4 separate regions of the Sus scrofa genome follow, and regions 2, 3 and 4 are each linked to region 1. The links are chromatin contacts, called in public Hi-C and promoter capture Hi-C maps. All regions are on one chromosome and are shown on one strand. The core of a region is the stretch at or near the end of the contact, and the rest is flanking DNA. Distances in the headings are between cores, read along the strand shown. Region 1 has its middle 360 kb from the start of ID2. Region 2 has its middle 670 kb from the start of RNF144A. Region 3 overlaps KIDINS220 (kinase D-interacting substrate of 220 kDa). Region 4 holds the start of ID2 (inhibitor of DNA binding 2, HLH protein).

The links. Promoter capture Hi-C pulls out the DNA fragments that hold promoters and counts their contacts. Hi-C and Micro-C count contacts between places; a contact is called where the count stands out from the background.
Region 2: a contact with region 1 is called in a Hi-C map of liver, with 3 times the contacts expected there. A contact is called at or near these places in 1 of 5 promoter capture datasets (liver) and 1 of 47 Hi-C or Micro-C datasets (liver).
Region 3: a contact with region 1 is called in a Hi-C map of liver, with 7 times the contacts expected there. A contact is called at or near these places in 1 of 47 Hi-C or Micro-C datasets (liver) and 1 of 2 datasets of targeted methods (alveolar macrophages).
Region 4: a promoter capture Hi-C map of liver shows a contact between it and region 1, with 11 times the contacts expected there. A contact is called at or near these places in 2 of 5 promoter capture datasets (both in liver), 5 of 47 Hi-C or Micro-C datasets (embryonic fibroblasts, heart right ventricle, liver and 1 more) and 2 of 2 datasets of targeted methods (alveolar macrophages and skeletal muscle).

The regions. Positions count from the first base shown.
Region 1 is chr3:127,864,057-127,866,953 of Sscrofa11.1, forward strand. No RefSeq gene overlaps it. Among named protein-coding and RNA genes, the nearest start is that of ID2, 360 kb to the left of the region's middle.
Region 2 is chr3:128,197,325-128,200,024 of Sscrofa11.1, forward strand. No RefSeq gene overlaps it. Among named protein-coding and RNA genes, the nearest start is that of RNF144A, 670 kb to the right of the region's middle.
Region 3 is chr3:127,475,653-127,478,533 of Sscrofa11.1, forward strand. It overlaps KIDINS220 (kinase D-interacting substrate of 220 kDa), which reads left to right. Exons shown (of 30, transcript XM_021087893.1): 29 at 265-321; 30 at 1,487-2,094. The coding sequence ends at 315. Among named protein-coding and RNA genes, the nearest start is that of ID2, 26 kb to the right of the region's middle.
Region 4 is chr3:127,501,898-127,504,597 of Sscrofa11.1, forward strand. It overlaps ID2 (inhibitor of DNA binding 2, HLH protein), which reads right to left and starts at 1,310. Exons shown (of 3, transcript NM_001037965.1): 1 at 866-1,310; 2 at 424-487. The coding sequence starts at 1,213. The coding sequence ends at 431. LOC106509912 (a long non-coding RNA gene) reads left to right here and starts at 1,612. Exons shown (of 3, transcript XR_002342872.1): 1 at 1,612-2,352.

The DNA of each region.
Region 1 (2,897 bases), core at 10-2,509:
CAGGTGATCCTAATGCCCCAGGTTCTTCAGCCGGATTTGTAAACCCTTTCCCAGGGTCTCTGCGGGTGAGGACCGCCGGCTTCTCTGTCAGGTTAGGAAAACGCAGGGAAGAAGCTTTAGGTTATTTGACTGGATCACGGTGGTGGGAGAGTCTGGCACCTGGAGGCTGAGTCCATGGGGTCTTCACTCTTATGCACAGAAAGATCCCACAGGGCCTCCCTGATGTCTGGAGGTCTTTCTGCTATAGAATGATTAGGAGCTTCTAGGCAAATCCTAGAAATGGGAGTTTCATCGGGGAATGGTGGCAGGCAGTGGGAGCAGCCCTCTGGGGAGGGAGCTGGCAACTTAGTCAAGGTGACAGCCTGGGACTTCGGCCAGGGTTTTCACTGGTCATGCTGGTTGTAAGCTCTGTCCGCAGGCATAAGGGATATTATCTCTGTTTCTGTGCAGTGGTTTCCCTCTTTTATACCCAAACCTTAGGTGAAAGTCTGTTCTGCACGACGGCACCAGGCTAGGAGTATTCTGGGGAATTCAAGCCCTGGGTTCATGGTTATAAAGATGTGGCCGAGACAGCCTGTTGTTTCCTGGGGCTGCAGTTACAAAGACTCCCAAACTGGTGGCGTCAAACAGCAGAAACATATTTTCTCATGGCTCTGCAGACTCAAAGTCTCAAACCAAGGTGCTGGCAGAGCCACGATCCTTCTGGAACCTGCCGGAAGGTCCTGTCTGGCCTCGACCAGCCTCTGGGTGACATCTATGGTTTATAGCAGCGTCATTCCAATGGTCACCTCTGTCATCTCTGGCATTTCCCCTGTATGTCTGTGTCCAAACTTCCCTCTTCTTAAAAGGATATCTGTCCTTTTGGACCAGGGTACACCCTGATGATCTCATTTCAAGTTGAATCATCTGCAAAAACCCTATTTCCAAGGAAGGTCACATTTACAGGTGCCAGGGGTTGGGGTTTAAATGCCTCTCATTTTGGGGACATGGTTCGGCCCATAACAGATAGTCAGCTATGAGAGCGGGTCCTCTGCTTTCACTTACTCCCTCACAGACTCGTGAGCAGTATTTTGGAGAGGGGCTGAATTAATTGGGAGACATACCAGCAATGTGTGAGACCAAAGTTTGCATTATTTTCCCAGGCTGTTCCCGAGCAAGGTGACCCCAGATGAACTGGGGCTCACTCTGGTTACATATGTGTCATGCGTGGTGAGTGCCGAGCACTGTTTGTCAAGTGAATTACCTAACTGCCCTTGTCCTGTGGCCAAGTCTGCGTCACCATCACAGGATCCCAGTCTGCCTTGTGTCCGGCCAAGCTGAGCTGTCCATGCAGAGAGATACTTAATACATGTTCTCAATGTTTGGATAGTTAAATGGACTATCTGTGGGGCTCTTGGGTTTTCAGACAAAAAGATTACTATGTAAAGTCAGAGCCTCGTTCCTTCACCAACGCTTGGAAGAAAATAAGAAGTTCCCCTGGCTGGCAGATGCATGCCTTGGACATGGGTCACATTCTGATGTCTGTTTTTGATCATAAACACCTGGTCCTAGAAGCATCCGCAGTGTGTTTCATTTTTTGAGACCGGGATGGCAAATTTAAAATTCAAATTCTCGGGAACGGCAGAGAGAACGTAGCTATAAAAGTGTTTCAGGCCACCGTGTTTTAAATGAAGGTTAATTTTTTGATCAAATAGGAAATGAAGGAAAAATTATCTCCCTGCACACAAGCGTGGTTTGGAATACTATAGCTCAATTAGATGTTCTGATTGTGAAAACGATCAGCTTCGTGTCTTGTTAAACGTCTCCCTTTCACATTATGAAGCTTTTCTACATCAAGATGAGCGGGAGTATTAAGGGTACAACAGATAAAAGACTCATCTGAGCTCAAAGGAAAATGAGAACTTAAGAGAGTCCAGAACTGCGGGAGAACTTCCCAAACCCCCAAGGTGCATCTGATGTTATTAAAAAATTGTCCAGCATGGAAATTAGCTCCTCGACTCAGAGGAAAGAAAAGTTATTATTCTTTGCCTTTTCTCCCCACCGAGATATTGAATGCTTCTTACTTGATGGAGTCTTGCTTCATGCGTACAGAAATACACATCAAGCTTGTTAATCAGTCCTACACAATTGCTATTTACAAGATAGTTTTCTGGGACACAGAATGTTTACTCCTGACGGGCTGGGTTTTGGGGAAAGGGAAGCAGAATTTTCTGACTCTTCCTGCAAATCAAATTTGATACCCCATGTTTTAAACGTATATCATTCTTCTGACTCATTCTCATCTTTTTAAACAATGTTTTATTAAAGTATTGTTGCTTTCCAATGTTCCTTCGATTTCCGCTGTAAAGCAAAGTGACCCAGCCATAAACATATATATTAAAAGAGAACATATACATATATATATATGTTCTAAGTTTTTAAATTTAAAATTTTTAATTTTTATTTTTATTTTTTTTGCTTTTTTAGGGCCACACCCTTGACATATGGAAGTTCCCAGACTAGGGATTGACTCGGAGCTGCAGCTGCTGGTCTACACCACAGTCACAGCAACACAGGATCCGAGCCACGTCTGTGACCTACACAGAGGCTCATGGCAATGCTGGATCTTTAACCCACTGAGCAAGGCCAGGGACTGAACCACATTCTCATGGATAGTAGCCGGGATTGTTGCTGTTGGGCCATGACAGGAACTCACTACCATGTTTGCTGTTGTTGTTGTTTTTTATGTTCTAACCCAAGAGAATGTACACAGTTCCCTGTGCTGTACAGTAAGACCCCATTACTTATCCATTCTGAATACAGTAGTTTGTGTCTACCAACCCCAAACTCCCCTCCATCCCCCTCTCTCCCTCCTCTCCCCTGGCAAACACAAGTCTGCTTTCCAAGTCCATGATCTG
Region 2 (2,700 bases), core at 22-2,521, 330 kb after region 1:
TGGGTGCGATCCCTGGCCTGGCACAGTGGGTTCAAGGATTCAGTTCCTGGCCTGGGAACTTCCATATGCCATGGGTGCAGCCATTAAAAAAGCAAACGAAAAAGAGTAACTGATGGGGTTCAAACCCTAGCCCCTCCCGGACAAGCTGTGTGTACGCGTTCCGAGGTTTGTTTCCTCACATATGTCCAAGATGTGGAAAATAGCTGCCTTTCTGTCCCAGTGTCAGGAAGGCAACATGGGTCAATACACACAGAGCATACCTCAGTGTCTGCCCAGGCCAAGAGCCACTGCCTCCACTATCGCACACATTGGTGTGTGGCCTCTTCCCCTTGCACAAATCACCTTTATTAGAGACCCTCTGACTGTCGTGGGACAGACCGGGACCCATCCGTGCCTTCGTCCTCACCTACCCATGGGGCCGCTTTGGGGTGGAATTCCACCCAGACCGCCGCTGTCTGTGGACACAGAGCTTCCTCTGGCCAGGACTGACGAAGGATGGCAGTGGATCTCGCTCCCCTCATTTGGTCTCTGGTGTTGTGCTGGGAGACACGTTAAAAGTGGAAGCTTGTCCAGGCCCCTCATTTCCTAAGGAGAGAGAGGCAGAGACCTTGAGAAGGTAGGGGAGTTTGTCTCCGGGCGGCCAATGTGAGAACCTGGGCTGGAATCCATGCCTCATGTCCTGGCTGCTGCTCTTTCCAGAACATGTTAAGAGGCAGCAGAGTAAACGGAAAGACCATGAACTTGGAGTCAGCAGGCCGGGTCCAAATCTTGGCTCCTCCGATGTGTCACCTGACCGTCTTTATCCAATACAGAGAGATATTAACTCCTTTCTCACGGAGCTGCTCTGAGGATTAAACAAGGTTCTGTGTGTGAAAGCACCTGGCTTGAAGCAGGTGCTTAATGAATGTTCGTTTCTTCCCCATCACGGTGGAACTTGTATATTTATAGATGCGTGGAAACAGGAGGGAGACCAGAAATAACAAAGGCTCCTGATGGAGCAGCTGGCCCAGAGCCTGCACTCAGAGGTGTGCACAGGTGAGTGCCTTAAGGCGGCGACCCAAGCAGATACTCAGCATTGGAGCAAAGAGCCAGGGGATCTCTGTCTTTTTTTTTTTTTTTTTCCAGGAACACAAACGAACTGGCTAGGATGCTGTGGGAAAGGAGAGGTGGGTTGTGAAACCCACAGGTGGCCCTGAGCATGGCGGTGACGAGAGTCAATGTCAAGGCTGTTTTCCTCTGGGCCATGCCCACCGCCAGGTTCACGGGGCCCTCCGCCAAGTCAAACAGGGCTCTGCGCAGTCAAAGCTGCACTTGCTCCAGGCGCTCCCGGGGACCAGCTTAGGACTCTGGGGTCAAACGTTCGCCCCCTGTCAATGGGAGGCCATGCACCTGTGTGGCTGTAATGCCCGCTGAGAAGCCAGCCCCTCTGTTCCCCCCAAAGCTCCCAGGTTTGCATATTCTTTAAAGCATTGAGCACTCAGTGAACGCCAAGCCCTCAGCCAAGTCTAAACATTTGCCTTGGCACTGGGCCATCCTAACACAGGGCCCCAGCGTTGTCCCAGGCTGACGCGCCTTAAAAGAGCTGCACGAGTTGAAATTCAGTGGGATCGTAAATATGCCAGGTAGACAGTTGAATCTGAAGATTAGAATCAAAGGGTGAGTTATTCAATCCAAGAAAAAGTCACGAATAAGCAAACCAGCATCCTGGGAGCCCGACCACACTTAAAAAGTCTTCCCTTCACGAATGGCCTGCTTGGTGCCCACACTCCGTTGTGCCCGCCTGCTTCGCGCTCATGACAATTAGTAGATATTATGCCTCTTTGCTGAGGCCTGAACTGAGGCTCCCAGCTGTGTTATAGCTGACTTAGCACAAGGTCAAGGAGCTAACATGTGATGGGGCCAGGGTTTAAGTAAGATGGATTTCATTGAATAAAAGAAAAAAGCTTAAGTTGTTTTTACCATATTCATGCTAAGAAACCAAGGTAAGTCAAAAAGAGATTAACTATCCTCATGAGATAAGAGGCTTAACAAAAAATGAAGGGACGTGTGGACTTCTCATTTAGCAGTCTGGTTTGCAGGCTCCTTACCTTAGCGAGGGCAGGAGACAGAAATTCAGGCTTCAGTTTATGGTCTCCAGTTCTTCTTCATATAGCCTGTGTCCTTGCCAACTGGATTATTGTCCAAATGCTCCCCAAGGCTTTTCACGGTGCCTTTGCCTTGCTGTTCCTTCTGCAAAGAATGTCTTTCAGATCTCTGATGCTTGACATCTTAACCAGCCTAATTCTCCCGCCTGCAAGACAGAACTCTCTCTCTTTTTAAAAGATTACTATTTTTTATTACAGTTGACTTACAATGTTGTGCCAATTTCTGCTCTACAGCACAGTGACCCATGTGTATATATTTATGTCTCATACTGTCTTCCATTATGATCTAACCCAAGAGATTGGATAAAGTTCCCGTGCTGTGCAGTAGGACCCCCTTGCTGATCCATTCTAAATGCAGTAGTTTGCATCTACAGATCCCCAGCTTCCAGTCCATCCCACTCCCTCCTTCCCTCCCCCAGCAATCACAGACCTCTGGCTCTTGCAGGTCATTCAGAGAGCGACATGCTCAGTTTTTTTGGGCCCCCCTCTTGGTTAGAGTATAGGTTCCTGAGTTCTGCCTCTGGAAATTCTGATTTCCTAAGTCTAGAATGGACCC
Region 3 (2,881 bases), core at 354-2,853, 390 kb before region 1:
CTCTGAGATTACTTGCATTTTTAGCTTCCAGGTTGTGAGGCCCCCCCCCCCGCACCCCCTTCCCTACCTCAGAATTTTAAGCAAAGGCCGTAATTACACAAATAAATGGAACCATAGAAAGAAACTGATAGATACCCACGAGCCTGCGCTTGGATGATGTTGCAATGGCTCTTCACTTCGGAAAGGTTGAGAATCCTTGGTTGAGACCGATGAACTAGAAAGAGAATGTGAAATCTTACGTATTTTAAACCCTTTCATGCCTAGGAAGAAAATGCTGCCCTTGAGCTAGATAGATCTTCAGAGGATCCTGTTTAAAATAAGGTATGTAAAAAATATTAGTTTTCCAAGTCCATTCCTTTTACGCCGCTGTTCCAACAGTCCTCACCAATTAGAGAATGCATATTCTCACCGCTTTAAGAAACAGGTGGTAAAGGCTGACATGATTGCTAGAGGCCACCCACTCGGCCAGAGCTCCTTACAGAAAATTCTCAGTAAAGCACAGCCGTGGTCCACACGCAAGTCTGTGCAGGGTGGGGGGGCGGCGAGAGGGCTAAAAGGGCTTCCAGCCCTTGGAGCAGAAACCTCTGAAGCGGGCCTAGCTGGAGGCGTGATGGGCTCTTCCCTGGAGTTCCACTTACAGCCCTGCATTAAGAAAAGAATTTGTGGCGTTCCCGTCATGGCTCAGTGGTTAACGAATCTGACTGGGAACCATGAGGTTGCAGGTTCGATCCCTGGCTTCGCTCAGTGGGTTGGGGATCCAGCGTTGCCGTGAGCTGTGGTGTGGGTCACAGAGGTGGCTCGGATCCTGCGTTGCTGTGGCTCTGGTGTAGACCGGCAGCTACAGCTCCGATTAGACCCCTAGCCTGGGAACCTCCATATGCCACAGGAGTGGCTCTAGAAAAGGCAAAAGGACAAAATAATAATAATAATAAATAAAATAAAATACAAAATCTGTAAGAAGAAAAGTATTAGTTAAGGAAGCAGAACAGTTATTTCCAGGCTCTTCGTAGGATGACTCTAAAAGCCAATAAAAATAGCAGTGATTTGACCTAACTGGACTGAGGACCAACCCAAACTGGCCAAAAATGTGAATTATAATAATATTGTGCGGGAAAGGCAGGGACTGCGTTTAAACGCACAGACTGTTCTGACAGTGTCGGTGCAGGATGGCCGGTGGTCATTTGTTGACCAAGAATACACTTAGGTCTTCCGTTTCCGGGGTCACCAGGCTTCACGTGGTGTTATTTACATCGGGGGCTGTATATTACGACCCTATCTTAGTTTCGCCAGGATTTAACAAAACACACAACAGCATATCAAACAATGTTAGAACTTGAGTAAATACAGTTTTACCTTAAAAAAGAATATAGCACTACATGCTCCATATTATTCAAATTAAGGAGTTGTCTGAAATAAGGTCGTCTTGATTGCCCACTGTCATTTTTGAATTTTAATATATTTTACACTTACCTCATTTTCTTTCAAGGCAACAGGGCTCTAGACCTTAGTCCCCACCCATAGCCCACTCCTCGTGACAGTGGCCACCTCTCACAGTTGGCTTCCTCACCAAACATAAGGGGCAAAGAAGATACTACCTACCGGTCAGTAACCCCGCTATCCGGTCGATTGAAGACGATTGATCTGTTCACCTTTGCCTGTTTGCTCACTAAGCGTGGTTGTGAAACTTGAATTCATTTTAACAAAATGTTCCGTTTATGAAATTTTAGATAAAAGCCCAAATTGTATAGAAAAAGCATGTAAACAAACTCCATAACCTGACATTTCTTATCTTATAGCACCTTCTTGGTCAGACTGTCTAATGAAAAGTTAGATTGACGGAGTTCCCTTGGTGGCGCAGCGGGTTAAAGATCCGGCATTGTCACTGCTGTGGCGAGGGTCGTGGCTGTGGCCTAGGTTTAATCCCTGGCCCTAGAACTTCCACGTGCCTTGGGCACAGCCAAAAAAAAAAAAAAAAATTTAGATTGTTATTTTCAAAATTGTCATAGTTATCGATGCTTGCCCTTTTCAGCTTTGTTTCTGAGAATTTATAGAGTGCATATTGTTATCCTTAATGCAAATTAAAACTTTTATTTTTAAAGAATTGTTTTCTTTTTGAATTCTTTGTGGTTCCCCCCTCCCCCGGGATTTTTTACCTGAGTTCTTTTCTTCTCACTCTTTTTGTGTCTTGGGTTTTTGTTTCTGGTTTGTTTTGGTTGCCTTATATTCATCTCATTTTACTCCTTAGAGTGTTCGAATGGGAAGGACCCTCAGGAGAGCTTTTAGGCCCAATCCTGGCTTCAGGCAGCGGTGGGGGGTCAGGCAGTACTTAAGTGAGAGAACGCGGTGCACGCAGGTGCCACAGTTGAATTCTGTGCGTTTGCGCCGCCGTCCTCCACAGGCCCCAGTCTCTGCTGGCACCTTCCACCCACCTGCTAACTGGCCCCGAAAGCTTTTCCGTTTCTGACTCTGGGAATCGTTCAGTGCGTGCTGTCATGTTTTGTTAAAATCCCTCAGGGACGAATACCCACAGCCCACCTTGCTAAGTTCTCTCGCCTCAAAGTGCTGGCTCCATGCTCTACTTCATGGATGTATTTCAAAGCCCCCCCCCGTGCCTCAGGTCCTTTGCTTAGTGCTTCACGGAGATATTGCCTTATAAATATAATTACAGAATCACATGAAGTGGTTCAGTTCTGCACTTCACTTCAGGATATTGAACCTATTTCTGGTGTAGCTTAGCTGTGGCGAGCCTGTTTCCCTGAGCCCAGACCGAGCCCATTTTGACTTCCAGAAAATCTGACGTGAAGGTTTTCCCCTTTCTCTGGCGCAGCGTCTAGCAGGGTTTGTTACTGGCTTTCGCTGACCGCCCCTCAGGGCTGTCTCT
Region 4 (2,700 bases), core at 60-2,559, 360 kb before region 1:
CTTGGCTAGCCTGGTCCCAGAGGGCTGGAGTTTTAGGGAGGGAGGATCCCGATGGAATTTGCGGTGATAAGATTAATTACACGGGGGTTAGTACCTCGTAGTACCAGAGCATGAGCAGAAAACAGCCCAGGCATGATACTGGCACATAAAACCGGGACACAGTTACACAGTTTCCTCTGCCACCTTCCATAGTTACTGGCATTTTTTTTTTTTTTTTTAAGGAAAATCTTCCGTGAATTTGAGTAACAGGAGCCAGATGCCTCTTCACATCTAGTACACGTAAACAATGTACTACGTGTTATACAACCAAGTACACATTCATCTACCAAACCCAACATTTTACAGATTCGCAAGTACACGCGCGCGCGCGCGCACACACCCCGAGTGCCGGTTCACCGACCGGTGGCACAAGCAAACACTCACCATTTATTCAGCCACAGAGCGCTTTGCTGTCACTTGACATTAACTCAGAAGGGAATTCAGAAGCCTACGAGAGAACGGGGATAAAAGGCTCGACGTTAGACAACTTCAGGAGAAAGAGCTTTTTTTTTTCTTTTTCCAAGTAGCCCATAGAACAGCAAGTTCCAGTAAAGACGTTTACGCTAATTGCAGACTCAAAGATTGATGCGTTAACCTCTCAGAACTAACCTATCAGCAATTTCCCGCATAACTCAATCTACAGCAGATTTGTAAAAAAAAACAAAAAAAAAAAACAAAAAAAACTAAAACTAATAACAATGAAGTTAATTAGCTCATTTGTGAGTCACCGACTGCGGCCGGCGGTCTCGACAATGGGTCGGCCAGTGGCAGCCCAGGCATCGCCCGGCTGCGCGGCCGCGAGCGGGGCACCAGGAGCAGGTCTTACCTGCAAGGACAGGATGCTGATGTCCGTATTTAGGGTGGTCAGCGGCGTCCTGGATGCCTGGCTCTGCCCGGGTCGCTGGTGGTGCAGGCTGACAATAGTGGGGTGCGAGTCCAGGGCGATCTGCAGGTCCAAGATGTAGTCGATGACGTGCTGCAGGATTTCCATCTTGCTCACCTTCTTGTTCTGAGGGATGCTGGGCACCAGCTCCTTGAGCTTGGAGTAGCAGTCGTTCATGTTGTACAGCAGGCTCATCGGGTCGTCCACCGGGGTTTTGCTCCGGGAGATGCCCAGGCTGTGGTCCGAAAGGCTGTTTTTCCTAACGGACCTCACTGGACTGAAGGCTTTCATGCTGACCGCAGGAAAGAAGAGACCGGGAGGAGGGAGCGGGCTGCCCCGGAGCTCAGGACGCCGCCGCTGCCGCCGCCGCCGCCGCCTGCAGAGCTTCCTACGCTCGGCACCAGGCTCGGCTCAGAACGAAGCAGGGAGCCCGGCCGGGCGGCTTTTATCAGCGCTCGCCGGGGCCACACGATCCGGCTGCCTTGCGTCCCCATTGGTGGAGGGCGGCGCGTCCATCAGGCCGGGCGGGCACCCCCATTGGCCGGCGCGGGCGCGGGGCGAGCGCTCGGTCCTTCCGCGTTCGCAGCCAATCCCCGCGGCGCGAGCCCAGCTGGGGTGGTAAATAGAGTACAGTAAGCGCCGGGCCGGAGGGGAGCGCAGGGGAAGGGGAGGGCTGGGGGGAGAGAAGCGGGTGGGGGTAGAGGAGGGGGTCGCGGACAGGGTGGGGGAGGGGGAGACCCCAGGAACCTCAATGTGCATCTTAATCCCCTGTTAATCCCAACGGCGAGGCCGGACTCTCTCCCTAAGGTGTCTCCCGAGGAAGCCTTCTACACCTCGGGGCTTTGAGCATCCCTAAAACCACAGCCACCGAGGCCAGGTCTGCGCAGCGGAGGGAAAGCCACCACGGTCCCCTGCGCCCCACGGAATGTCAGCAAGATAGAAAGCATTTCTGAAGAAAGTGAAAACGCACATAAGTTTGCCGTCGCCAAGTGACGTCTGTAGTGTGAGTTGGGTCTCTTAAGATAAGGAAAAGCTTTGTAAAAAACAAAACCAAAATCACCCACGCGCGCATTCAACGACAGGTTTAGTGTGGGATCGTGCAACTCGGAGCAACGCAGGAGGCGTTGTTGTAAACTCGGTGAAGTGAGTGCTTATTGGAACCTGTGCTGATCGCTGAGGAGCTCTGAGCGCAGGACGCTTTCTGGCTTCCTTTTCTAGAAGGAGGAAGGGCTATCTATGATAATGATCCTACGAAGCGGAAATCATTAGGAGAATTTGCGTATGGAAGCTGTATTTACGTACACTGCCTTCCGAGGCTGCCAGTCTGTCCTCTGCAGTGTAGGTGGCAAAGTAAGGTGATTAATTATGCACAAGTCGTGATTTCTGGTGTCACATTCCAGTCCTACTGTATTTTTAAAGCTTTGTGACAGGTAGGTGGCTCCAGCCAGTGGTGGATATCTTCACATTGTTGTTGTTGTTTTGTTGCTGTTGTTGTTGTTGTTCTTTAAATCTGTCATATACCAAGTTTGGACTCTTTTCAGCACTAGCCTTAGGGGCAGGTTCAGGTTGTTTCCTTCCCTCTTTTCCCCTATTAAATCTTGAAGAACTTATTCTGCCATCTACATTTTCTACAAAGCTTGGAGTTACTTGCTCAAATCCTTTTCAGTTAATTCACACATTAATTCTAGCTTAACTGAAGACCATGATAAATTAGTGTGTTGAAAACCATATTTCTCTAGAATACAATAAGCTAGAAAATCTGAGACAACATGATGTCT